Regions from separate parts of the Sus scrofa genome. Here all the other regions are linked to region 3. Evidence: chromatin contacts called from public Hi-C data. All regions are on one chromosome and are shown on one strand. The core of a region is the stretch at or near the end of the contact, and the rest is flanking DNA. Distances in the headings are between cores, read along the strand shown.

Evidence for each region. A called contact is a pair of places that touch in the nucleus more often than the background predicts.
Region 1: a Hi-C map of liver shows a contact between it and region 3, with 5 times the contacts expected there. The contact joins the promoter of KHSRP here to the promoter of TRIP10 in region 3. A contact is called at or near these places in 2 of 5 promoter capture datasets (fetal liver and liver), 5 of 47 Hi-C or Micro-C datasets (heart right ventricle, liver, retroperitoneal adipose tissue and 1 more) and 1 of 2 datasets of contacts at active chromatin or transcription factors (alveolar macrophages).
Region 2: a Hi-C map of blood shows a contact between it and region 3, with 1.8 times the contacts expected there. The contact joins the promoter of TUBB4A here to the promoter of TRIP10 in region 3. A contact is called at or near these places in 17 of 47 Hi-C or Micro-C datasets (adipose tissue, alveolar macrophages, blood and 11 more) and 2 of 2 datasets of contacts at active chromatin or transcription factors (alveolar macrophages and skeletal muscle).

Annotation. Positions count from the first base shown.
Region 1 is chr2:72,654,990-72,658,615 of Sscrofa11.1, forward strand. KHSRP (far upstream element-binding protein 2) reads left to right here and starts at 1,962. Exons shown (of 20, transcript XM_021083987.1): 1 at 1,962-2,219. The coding sequence starts at 1,962. It overlaps SLC25A41 (solute carrier family 25 member 41), which reads left to right. Exons shown (of 7, transcript XM_021083988.1): 7 at 42-251. The coding sequence ends at 214.
Region 2 is chr2:72,596,625-72,600,591 of Sscrofa11.1, forward strand. TUBB4A (tubulin beta-4A chain) reads left to right here and starts at 2,620. Exons shown (of 4, transcript XM_003480812.4): 1 at 2,620-3,306; 2 at 3,849-3,957. The coding sequence starts at 3,250.
Region 3 is chr2:72,414,442-72,418,310 of Sscrofa11.1, forward strand. TRIP10 (cdc42-interacting protein 4) reads right to left here and starts at 1,705. Exons shown (of 15, transcript XM_005654730.3): 1 at 1,573-1,705; 2 at 276-391; 3 at 135-191. The coding sequence starts at 1,596. GPR108 (protein GPR108) reads left to right here and starts at 3,780. Exons shown (of 18, transcript XM_021083982.1): 1 at 3,780-3,869. The coding sequence starts at 3,830.

The DNA.
Region 1 (3,626 bases), core at 712-3,211, 240 kb after region 3:
ATCTCTGGCCCCTGGCTCTTAGCTTGCCCCTGTCCCTGCAGACACTGCGGAGGGTACGAACCCCACCATGTGTGGAGTCTTCCAGAGGATCCTGGCCCAGCAGGGCTGGCCAGGGCTGTACCGAGGCATGACCCCCACATTGCTGAAGGTGTTGCCAGCAGGTGGTATCAGCTACGTGGTATATGAAGCCATGAAGAAGACCCTGGATGTGTAAGCAGTGAGCTAGGCAACATGCCCTGGGCAGAAATGGACAGGAGGATCCAGTGTCCCCTGGCTCCAAAGAGTCCTTCCTCCAGGCTTGGGACTCAGGGCATTTTTTGTCAGAAGTAGGCTCGGGGCCTGGGTCAGAAGATTCCTGGGGCCTCCTCCCCAGGGTGCAGCCTGGGACTAATCTGGAGTCCACTTTGTCTGGTTGTTACTTGTTCTGCTTCCAAGGCAAAAGGGTGAATGTAGAGACAACCAGGAATAAAGAGATGGTTTCTGCTGTTCGTGTCTGGGATACCTGGGTCCAGGAGGGCAGCTGGGGACCTGGATACCTGGCTCCATGGTGTAACCTGCGGACCTGGAATACCCTGAGTCTAAGAGGAAGCTGGGTGCTTCCAATATCTGGGCCCAAGAGAGGAGCTGGACATATGGGACCCCTGGGATTTGGAGGAGGGGCAGGTATTATGGGCCCCTCCGTTCTGAATGGGAACTGAAGCCCCGACGATGCCTTGGGTCCAGGAGAGAAACTGAGGGGCCTGGGATCAGAGCCTGGAGTTCATATCCAAGGACCTTATGTGAAGCGACTGTGGAGTATGGAGTTAGAATCTAGGATCCCTGGGTCCTGGGAGGGAACCAAAGGCCCTCGACCCTTGAGTTCAGGAGGGGAGCTGGTTCCGAGTCCTGAAAGAGAAGTGGAAGCTCTAAGATCCCCGGGTGGAGAGAGGAGAAGGAGGTAGGTACAGAGCATCAACGGATTTCCTCTTGCTCTCGGGCCACCCCACCCCCTGAGGCACCCGTCACCGAGGCCTCAAGCAGGCCACGTGCCTGGCCTCCCCAGCTAGGCTCCTAGGGCGCTAACCCAGACGACAGGCCTGAATTCCGCCAGCCGATCGCCAGTGCCCACGTTGGCTGCCATTCACTTCGGCTCTGGCTAATCCCCTCCCGCCGCTTGGTGGCCAGCTCCGCCCCAATGCAGCTGCGCTTCCACTGGCTCCCACCAAAACCAGGCACCTTTATTTCCTTCATTACCGTTTGTCCCGAACAGAGTCAGTCACCTTACACCCGCCCCCGGCGCTCAGCGATTGGCTTAGAAGACACGACTAGAAAAGGATTCTGGTTAACAGGGAAAGTAATCCTCCCTAAATGCAAGCCCATCACACAGAACCCGTCAGAGACTGGGTTAGGATGACTGCCAATCTCTACAAGAACCGCCTTTCCTGTGTACTTATTGGCTTGCGTACCTGACTATCTCACCCGGCTCCTGCCCAGCCCGTTCAAAAGAACCCTTTCGCCAGGCCCCTCCTTCCTGTCCACTTGACTCTTCGGAGCCGTCAATCCGGTTCTGAAGCCGCCCCGCGATTCTGGAACTCCCGCTTCATTGGGCCTCCAGCCTTCTCGGATCGCTTCGATTTGCCCGCCCAGTGCCGGCAACCCGCAGCCCATTGCCTCCGAGAGCTGTCGATCTCGCGGCGCCTCCCGCCCACTGCCTCTCGCGGAACTCCGATTGGCCGCTAGCCTCCAGAGCCTGCGATTGGGGTCCTGGGAGCGGCGGCCACCTCCCATTGGCCCTGCGGCACCGTCCATCAAGCCGGCGTCGGGAGGGGCGTCCCTCTCCCTCCTCGTCGTCTTCCCAGCCGCTGGGTTCCCAGAGTGCTCCGCGGCCGTGTGGAGCGAGGCCTTGTTCCCGCGTTGAGCCGCCGCTGCCGCCGCCTCCTCCTCAGCTTCAGCCTCCGCGCCAGGCCCGGCCCCGCCGCGCCATGTCGGACTACAGCACGGGAGGACCCCCGCCCGGGCCGCCGCCACCTGCCGGCGGGGGCGGGGGATCCGGAGGAGCCGGGGGCGCCGGGGGAGGCCCTCCGCCGGGCCCGCCGGGCGCGGGGGACCGGGGTGGCGGCGGCCCTGGAGGCGGCGGCCCGGGCGGGGGGTCGGCCGGGGGCCCCTCGCAGCCGCCTGGCGGGGGCGGCCCGGGGATCCGCAAGGACGCCTTCGCCGACGCGGTGCAGCGGGCCCGCCAGGTGAGGAGGCCGCGGGCCTGAGGGGCGCGCGCGCGGGCGGGCGGGGGAGGGGGCGGGGTCACGTGCGCGCGCGCGCGGGGTCGCGAGGCGAGGGGGGGGCCGGGGCCGCCGCGAGGTCACGTGGGGCGGTAGGTGGGGGCCTGGGCCTCCCCCGACGTCTGGAGTGCCCCCCCCTCAGGTTGACCCCCTGCAGGAGGAAGGGTCGTCCGGGGGGTCACCCAGAGCGGCCCCTGGGTGTGCAGGGGCTCGGGAGCGCGGGGACTCACTTAGTGGACTTCCCCCCACCACCCCAAGCTCCACTTCTGGAAGCAAGGGTCCGTCTTCCCAGGGAGAAGATCTAACTCTGCCCCCATCTCCCTTGAGGGCAAAGAGCCCTGCCTGCTCCCCGAGAAGGAGGGACTTTGGTGGGGGAAAAGTCTTTCCTTTTGAGCCCAGAAAGTGGAAGGAGGACCCTTTGGCTACCAAAGAGTGGCCAAGCACTTAGATGAAATGGGGAGGGTGGGCATAGGAGCTGGTCTTTTTGATGCTTCTGGTGGCTCGAAAGCTTGGTTTGTCTTGGGGAAAGAGGGGAAGGGTCCCACCACTGTGTTTAGGGGCATGATGACTACACAGGGGGGTCACATGCTTGTCGGACTGACCTCCCTGGCCCCATTCTCGGCCTCCCCACAGTCTGAGGGGAGGAGGCCCATAGAAAGGCAGCACTTTGCCGCCCTTTCAGGAAGCAGACCTGGCTCAGGCCATTGAGTGCTTTCTCACTCAGGGTTCGTCCCACTGCCTCCAGGACAGGGTGGGAGGTCCCGTTAGGTGAACGCCCTGTTCCCCTCCCAGTGTGGTCTGTGTCTTTCACCTCTGAAGTGGAATAGTGCAATTGATCTGGTTGCCCACCCCATTACTGTCTTGATTGAGAAGCAGCTATAACTTGGGGAGTTGGTGCTGTCTGTTGGAGTGGGATAAGGCCACATCTGGGCATCCCAAGAGCTTTGGCTCAAATTGTTTTTTTAAAAAAATGAAGAGGTGAAAAGATAGATCCTCAGTTTATGGTTTGTGTTTTTTTGGAACATTTGTAATAATCCCACCAGCAGACTCTGGTTTTAAATTTGTTGGGATTTATTTGAAGTTGCTGTTTGTGTGTTTAAAATGTAACATGTGTTCCAAAAGGCCTTTTATTTTGGTCAAATGAAGGTTTCAGATGACTTGAACCAAAACCCTCCCTAAAATTTGTTCAACAAATGCAAAGATTTTAAGGGTGATGAAGATGAAGGAGAACCGTGCTCTTCAGCATCCCAGAGGAGTGAGCACTTAGGGAAGGAAGTTTCTGAAAGTTCCCTCTCTTAGGAGGTGATCTGAGGACCTTCCCTGGCACCTGAACTTCTGTTCCTTTCACCCCTAGAACAAGTCAGTGGGGAT
Region 2 (3,967 bases), core at 1,370-3,869, 180 kb after region 3:
TGTGGCTCTGGCGTAGGCCGGTGGCTACAGCTCCGATTCAGCCCCTAGCCTGGGAACCTCCATATGCCGTGGGAGCGGCCCAAGAAATAGCAACAATAACAACAACAACAACAACAAAAAAGACAAAAGACAAAAAAAAAAAAAAAAAAAAAAGAAAATCTGGCTCCTATGACCTACCATCCAGCTCCTTCTCTTATCCCTAGCTCTGTTCACTGGCTGCCTCCTACGATGCCATCTTTGGATTCTTGCAGGGAGCTTTGATGGCTTTCTGGGTGGTAAGAGATGGCATGAGACACCTGGGTACCAGCGATGGTTTGCTTGCCTGGGAACCATTGGGTACACCTGGCACTTCTCATCTGCCAGGTCGGGAGTCCAGGAGAGGCCAGACGGGAGGGAGTGGCCAAGGGGTGTCAGTGAGGTCAGCTCACCCCAACCCCTCCCACTCCATCCCTGCAGGCTTTCTACCTCTCTGGCAATGCCAGATCCCAGAAGCTCCAGGTGCTAGAAGGCTGCCTGTCCCCTGCTCCTCAACTTCATCCCCCTTTCCCCTCTATGGATTCTTCCCCTGAGCATCCTCAGGAAGCCCAAGAGCTGTCCCGATGCAGAGAAAGATCAGAGTCACCCACCCCCTGCAGGGCCTCGTCTTGCCAGGGAACTATCCCTTCCCAGATGGGCTAATCCAAGAAGCCCCACCTCTGTGGAGTTCAGCCCTCACCCCAAATCACCCTAGGAGGTGACACAGGAAACCCCATTTTTCTGGGGCTGAGTCCTAAGTCAGCCCCTCCCAGCAGGGCCTTCCATAAAAACATAAGTGTTTTTATGACTCTTGATATTTAAAAAAAAATTTAAATGCCATACAGAGTCTCTGAATTTGTTTTGATGTTAACATGGGTTAGTGGACCTCCTACTGCAATCCAGGAACTGTGTGTCTCAGAGATCAATTTTAACATTTGCACTGGGTGATAACCTCATAAGTCTAAATCAGGTTTCTCTACCGTGGCTTCGGCCAATGATCTTTGGGGCCAGATAATTCTCTGCTGCAGAAACAGTCCTGTGCACTGCAGGATGTTGAGCAATATCCCTAGGCTCCACCCACTGGATGCCAGTAACATCCCCAAGATGTAATGATCAAAAATGTCTCCAGCAAACTATTGCCTTTGGAGTGGATAAGCAATGAGATCCTGCTATATAGCACTGGGAACTATATCTAGTCACTTATGATGGAGCATGATGGAGGATAATGGGAGAAAAAGAATGTATATTTGACTGGGTCACCTTGCTGTACAGAAGAAAATTGACAGAACACTGTGAACTAACTATAATGGAAAAAATAAAGATCATTTTAAAATGTTTCCAGGCATAAATGTAATAAAATTCATTGAGTTTTAAAAAAAAAAATGTCTCCGGGGAGTTCCCCGACCACCTAGCAGGCTAGGGATCTGGTGTTGTCACTACTGTGGGGTGGGTCACTGCAGTGGCACGGGTTTAATCCCTGACCCAGGGGACTTTTATATGTGCAAGGTGTGGCTGGGGGGAAAAAAAAAACAACAACCCTGCCTCCAGACACTGTCAAGTGTCCCCCTGGGGCAGAACTGCTCCCAGCTGAGAACCACAAAATTAAAAACCACTGGCAACAGATGCAAACTATTGCCTTTGGAATGGATAAGCAATGAGATCCTGCTGTATAGCACTGGGAACTATATCTAGTCACTTATGATGGGGTGTGATGGACGATAATGTGAGAAAAAGAATGTATACATGTATGTGTGACTGGGTCACTTTGCTGTACGGTAGAAAATTGCCAGAACACTGTAACCCAGCTATAATGGAAAACATAAAAATCATTTAAAAAAAGAAACCACTGGTAAGAAAGTGAGGTGCCAGCCATACAGCAGACCTGACTAACCCCACCCCCACCCCACAGTAGCCAGAAGCCATGGAGGATAAAGAGGAGGCTTCCTCGACCCCTGAGGCGGAGGCTGCCAAAAGAAGGTGGCCACAAGAGGTCTGACCTTCACTTTCGGGGCAGCACAGGATGTCTTGCCCAGTATTACAGTCATAATCATTGTAATACTAATAGCTACAATTTATTGAGGGGAAACTGGGGCCATTCTGCTGTGAACTGGGCCCTCTCTTGGATCCTCCCAACCACCTGGGGGCCAGGCATTCTTTTTTTTTTTTTTGAGGTCAGGCATTCTTGACTCCCCATCTTGCAGTAAATTCAGCTACGGAGAGGCAAAGTAGCCAGTGTAAGGTCAGAGACTAATTAGAAATGCAAAGGCAGGGATTTTGCAATGAATTAGAACAATGCATTGTAATGAATTAGAACAATGGAGCAGAGAGGTTTTAATCTGGGCGGGAGCAAGGAAGTCCCCCAGGGATCCTTTACACCCTCCCCCCAATAGGTAATCCAGCTGTAAATCTTAATCTTTGCTGTTCCACCCCAGGCAAAGCTGAGGGTGACCCCACGTGCAACAGATCCAAAGCCCAAGAGAGGTGTCCAGGGGGAGCGCACAGTACCCTCCCCCAAACCTCCATCAGTTTCTGCAAGTCTCCCTAGTCAAACATGGAAGGAAAATCGGGGTTTTACTTACTACACAATTACAAGATCAGTCCGGCAGGAACTGACCGCCCCCAACCTCCCCAAACAGATGGCTACTCCGGAGCGCCCAGCTCGGCCCGGCTAGGAGCCCTCCCAGTTAAAGCGAAGGCACTAAATGGAATGGGGAAGGAGGCCTGGGACAGAGAAACTGAGGCAGGGCCGCTTGGAGGAAGAGGGAGAAGCAGGATCTCCCCGCGGCTTGTTTACTGGACGCTCGCTCTCCCTCTCCACCCTCGACCCATCCCCGCAAGACCCGGATCGCCAGGCCCGGCTTGGAGAGGGGTGGGGGAGGCAGATGGTACTGACGGCGTCTGAGGAGCTTCGCCCCCACCGCCCGGGGTGGGGTCGCACAGGGCCACCTCGCGTCTCAGCCCCGGGCCCGGGAGGTCTCCAGGAGGCAGGGGAGGGGGATCGAGAAGGATCTCTCCATCCATTCCAGCACCCTCGGTCCCGGGGCGGGACCAGGGGGCGGAGCGGGCCAGTGACCGGCCGTGACGCGAGCCCCGCCTGCTCATATAGAGGCGCCTGGGGGGGCGCAGGGACCGAGCTTCGCCGTCGCCACCGCCGCCGCATCCACCTTCAGCCCCGCCACCGCAGTTACCAGAACCCTCGCCACCACCGCCTCGACCACCGCCAGGGCCACCATCATGCGAGAGATCGTGCACCTGCAAGCCGGCCAGTGCGGCAACCAGATCGGAGCCAAGGTGTGCAGGGGACCCGGGCCGAGGACGATGCCGATGCCGAGAAATGTGGAGTGCGGTCTGCCGAGCTCCGCAGAGCTCCTCCGCCGCGGGTCTTTGGGCGGGGGGACCGGTCACCCAGGAGGCCAGCACCCCAGGGACGGTGGGGGAGGGACGCGGGGGGCAGGGCCAAGCTGGGAACAAAGAGGCCGGTGGGGGTGGGGCCCTAGCCTTCGGTCCGCTTGCCGCAGCTGGCTTCACAGCTGGCCCCCCATGCCCTCCACACGCACAAAGAGATCCCGCCCCTCCCCGAGGCAGCGGCCAGGGAGTGCTGACACCAGCCCGCTAGGCTGGGGTGGTGACTCTGCTTCACCCTGCCCCCACCTCTCCCTTCTTGCTGCCTCATCCTTGCCTCCCCACTATGCCTTATGTCCCCATTCACCTTGCTGAGGGACAGGTAGACAGCTAGAAAGTGGTTGCGGGTCCTGAGAGCAGACGATGGAGATGGGGGCAGACCTGGCCACCGGTTTCCCCTTACTTGGTCCTTGCCACCATCACCCATCTAGTTTTGGGAGGTGATCAGTGATGAGCATGGCATTGATCCCACTGGCACATACCACGGGGACAGCGACCTGCAGTTGGAGAGGATCAACGTCTACTACAATGAGGCCACAGGTAAGGAGTG
Region 3 (3,869 bases), core at 455-2,954:
TCCCAGCTCATACCTCTAAGTGGAACTGGGTGGAGAAGCCAGGAGTGCTTGGGTGGCCCAAATGGAGGGAGAGGAAAAGGATCCAATACCCCAGTCCTCCCAAATCTAACTCTGCCTCCCCTCTTCATTCTTACTTGGATTCAGGGTCATCTTTGGCAGGTCTCTTGGGCAGATATTTTTTCACCAGGCTCCTACGGAGAGAGGCAGGAAGACTGAGCCCCCAGCCCTCCAACCGCTCCCCCGAAGCCCAGGGCGCGGCCACCCTAGGGTCTCACCGCAGCTGCTTTGCATAAGCCTGCTCCACCTCCGTCCGCTCTTTCACGAACTTCACATATCTGTCCAACAGGTCCAGACCCCATTGCGTGTGCCGCTCAAGCACCTCAAACTGATCCTAGCGGGGGATTGGGAGGACCGGGATCAAGACTTTGGGACCCCACAGCCCGCTGACCTGGCCCAGGGGAGCCTCCAAGCTCTGAGCTCCCAGAAGGAGTGGCTTCCCGGCCCCGCCCCGGAGCGGCGTGGGGTGGGGGGAAGCAGGAAACCGGCGGGAACCCCCTCCCCTTCCCAGGAAGGGCCAGGGAACAGGGGCGGGGCCCCAGCCGGACTACAGTGTCCCCTCTCCAGACGTCCAACAGGGGTGTGGAATGGGGCAAGGCCACTCCCCCTGCCCCGGCTCCCCTAATCCCCCCCAGATTCCGGAAAATCCGGCCGGCCCGGCGTGAGTCAGGGCCAGAGGGACAGGGTTCCCCGCAGCTTGGGGGGCCCCCAGAACGGCCAGAGAGCAGGCACCAGGTTCTCCCGGTCGCCATGCTTCCGCGGGTCCCCCCCGAGGGGTGACTTGGTTTCCCTCACTGACTCCACTGCACCTCCAAAAGAAATCCCAGAGTTGGCACGAGGGGCTATCTAGTTACCCCAGGGCGCCCAGGAACCCAGGATTACCACCACCCCAGAAAGAGGAGGGGTCATATATCCCGGCTAGGAGAGGGGGAAAAATTCCTGGGGCTTCCAGAGCAAAGGTTTGAGGCGTTCGGGTGGCTTCCCCTCCCAGGGCCCGGGGCGGGCTGGGGGAGGGGGCTGCGAGGCCGATCCTCGCAGCCCCCTCCCCCCTACGGCGTCCCAAGCCCCTAGTAGTAGATTAGAGGAGACGAAAGGGCGGTCTGGACTTCCAGGTCCCACGTGGGGCTGTAAGTGGCCAGAGGGTCCCCTCCCCCGCCCAGGCCGGACAGGCGGACGGCGGGCAGGGACCCAGGGGCCGTAAGATAAGCCGCCGGCCCAGCCAGGGCGCTCAAAATAGGTGACCTCTCCCAGCCGCCCCGGCCTGGTCCTAGAACTTCTTTTGCCCTCCTGATTCAACCCCGTACCTCAGTTTCCCTACGCCGCTCCTGCAAGGTGGCCCTCTGCTCCCCGGAGTCCCGAAACGCCCTGGGAAACTCCGAATGAGGGCGGAGAGCGGGGTTTCCAGGGGTCGGTGGAAGGGAAAGCGCAGAATCCCCGCTGGGGTACTGCAGGGGGCAAAGCGGGGGTCTGGACCCCAGGAAGGGAAGAACTTGGAGCAGGGAGGATCGGACTCACCCACAGTTCGGTGCCCCAATCCATGCTGCTCTCGCCTATGCCGACGCAACCGCCGCACCCGGTCCCCGCCGCCCGACGCCCGCCGCCCGCCGTCCGCCGTAAGCGGCCGGGAGACTCAGCCCAGGGCGGTGAGCCCGGCCCCGCCCCGCTAAGGCCACGCCCACTCCAGACTCCGTCACGCCCCCATAGACTCAGCCACGCCCCCGCACGGAGCCCCCGCATAGCCCACGGAAGGTGGGGGCTCACAAGGAGGCGGGGCCCGAAGGACGCCCCGCCCCCTCTTAAAGGACCGTCGCCACCCGACGCCACTGGACCGACCCCTTTAAAGGACCCCCACCCATTTTCCAAATCCCCTGGGACCCTCTTGTCCTCCCAACCCTTGCCCCCGCCCTAGTCTGTTTTTCCTTTCCTCTTTTCTTTCAACTATTCCTTAAAGGGCCAAGACACTAAAATCCCAACTCACGAGGTCCTTCCTCGACCCCGTCGCAGGGAGAACTTGAGGTCACCCGGCTCTTGCGGGCCGGCCCGGCTCCAGACGGCTATGCTTGTCCCACTAATGGCCTAGTCCCTCCGGCCGCAGAGCGGATGGGAGGATTTCGATCCTGCCTAGGATGTGCCTCGGCCAAGACCGGGTCCATTAGCGCCCCCACCGCATCCTGCCTCTCTCTCCAAAGTCTGCGCCGGGAAACTGAGGACGGGTTGTCCTTGGGGCGCTGGGCCCAAGCCTTTCCCCATCTGCTGTCCGGTTCGGTTCGTACTTGCACCTGCCCATTTTCCAGTCGCATGCATTAAGGCCCAATCAGGTTTAAAAGTCTCCAAATCCTAGGATTCCGACAATGTCTCCTTTCTCCCCTCCAACCCCCTTGCCCTGGGGCTTGGAAGTCCGTCGCCTCTCATAAAAGTCTGTTCACACCTTGTTAATTCCTTTGAGGCACTGGGATAAAAGGGGAGAAATCTCTGCAGCAACCTCTTTCATCCTCTCCTGCTTTAGGTGCTTTCTCTTTGGCTACAGAGGTGACAGCCGCCCTGCTGGGGCTGGGGGCCCCGAGCCCCCAGGGCAGGTTAGGCTCTGAGTCCGCAGGCTCCCTGTACACAGGTGGGAAGCCCAGGAGGATAGCTCCAGGAGCCCACACTGGGACAGATGGCTCTACGGGGACCTGGCCCCACCTGCTGGTGGCTTGTGAGTTAGAAAACCTGAAATTGTAAAGTGGACCTGTGTTCCAGAGGTTAAAGGATCAGGAACTCAGTCAGGACCTCGGCCTGGGATCTGGGACTCAGTTGCTCAGCCTGAGAGTAGGGTCTCAACCTCTAACTGAAATTGGGATTGATCTCAAGTCCTCATCACAGTTGGGATAGGGTCTGGGATCAGAGCCTTAGCAGAAGGGTCAGCCACCCAAATGAAGGCCTCAGATTCAGACTGAGGTCCAGGGATCAGTCCTTATCTGAAGTCAGGGGTTAGTCCTAATCTGAGGTCAGAGCTCAGTCCAGGTGGAAGCTCAACCAGGTATAGGTTGAGGGTAAAAACGGGTGGGGGAGTCAGGGTTTCAGGCTGAGGTCAGGGCTCAGCCTGAGACAAGACTAGCCTGGAACCTGGGGGTGAGCCTCCAGTTGCCTCACTCCAGGATAGAAGCGTCCACCTAAGGCTGGGAATTCAGCCTGGGATCATAGGTCACCCAAGGGTCAAGATTTAGCTTGGGGCTAGGTTTTGGCCTCTCCGTGGATCAGGAAGATTAGGAGAGAAGATAGGCTTCAGCAAATGCATGTGTTTACCAAAAGCCTGAACTTTGGCTGGGAGCCACATCCCTGGGGTACAAAGGGGAAGTCCGTCCTTAGGGATACTGGGAAATGTAGTTTATTGAAGGCTCCCAATGAGCCGTCTGCTACCCCTCCGTTTTGGGTAATGTAGTTCTGAACTGGTCAGTCAGTTAAGGGTGGATGGAGGAATTCCCCTTTGGGGGCCGGATATCAGATCCATCACAATTGGTTGGAGGGTCTGTTTATCAAATTACATCAGGGACAATCCTTCTAGTGATTGGTGAGAGTGGAGGCGGGATTAACTGACATCAGCATTCCCATTCGGAACCGGTGCTGTCCATTTGGTGTCGTAAAGGGGGCGGCCTCGAGAGGAGAAGATCGATGATTGGTTGAGCGGGCCGAAAATGCCAAAGAGTCGGCCCCCACCGTACGGCGATTGGTTCACCGGTAGGCGGGCCTGGAGGCGTCAGAGGCGGTATCAGGGGAGGCGGTGGCTCCAGAGATGGCAGTGAGCGAGAGGAGGGGGCTCGCCCGCGGGAGAC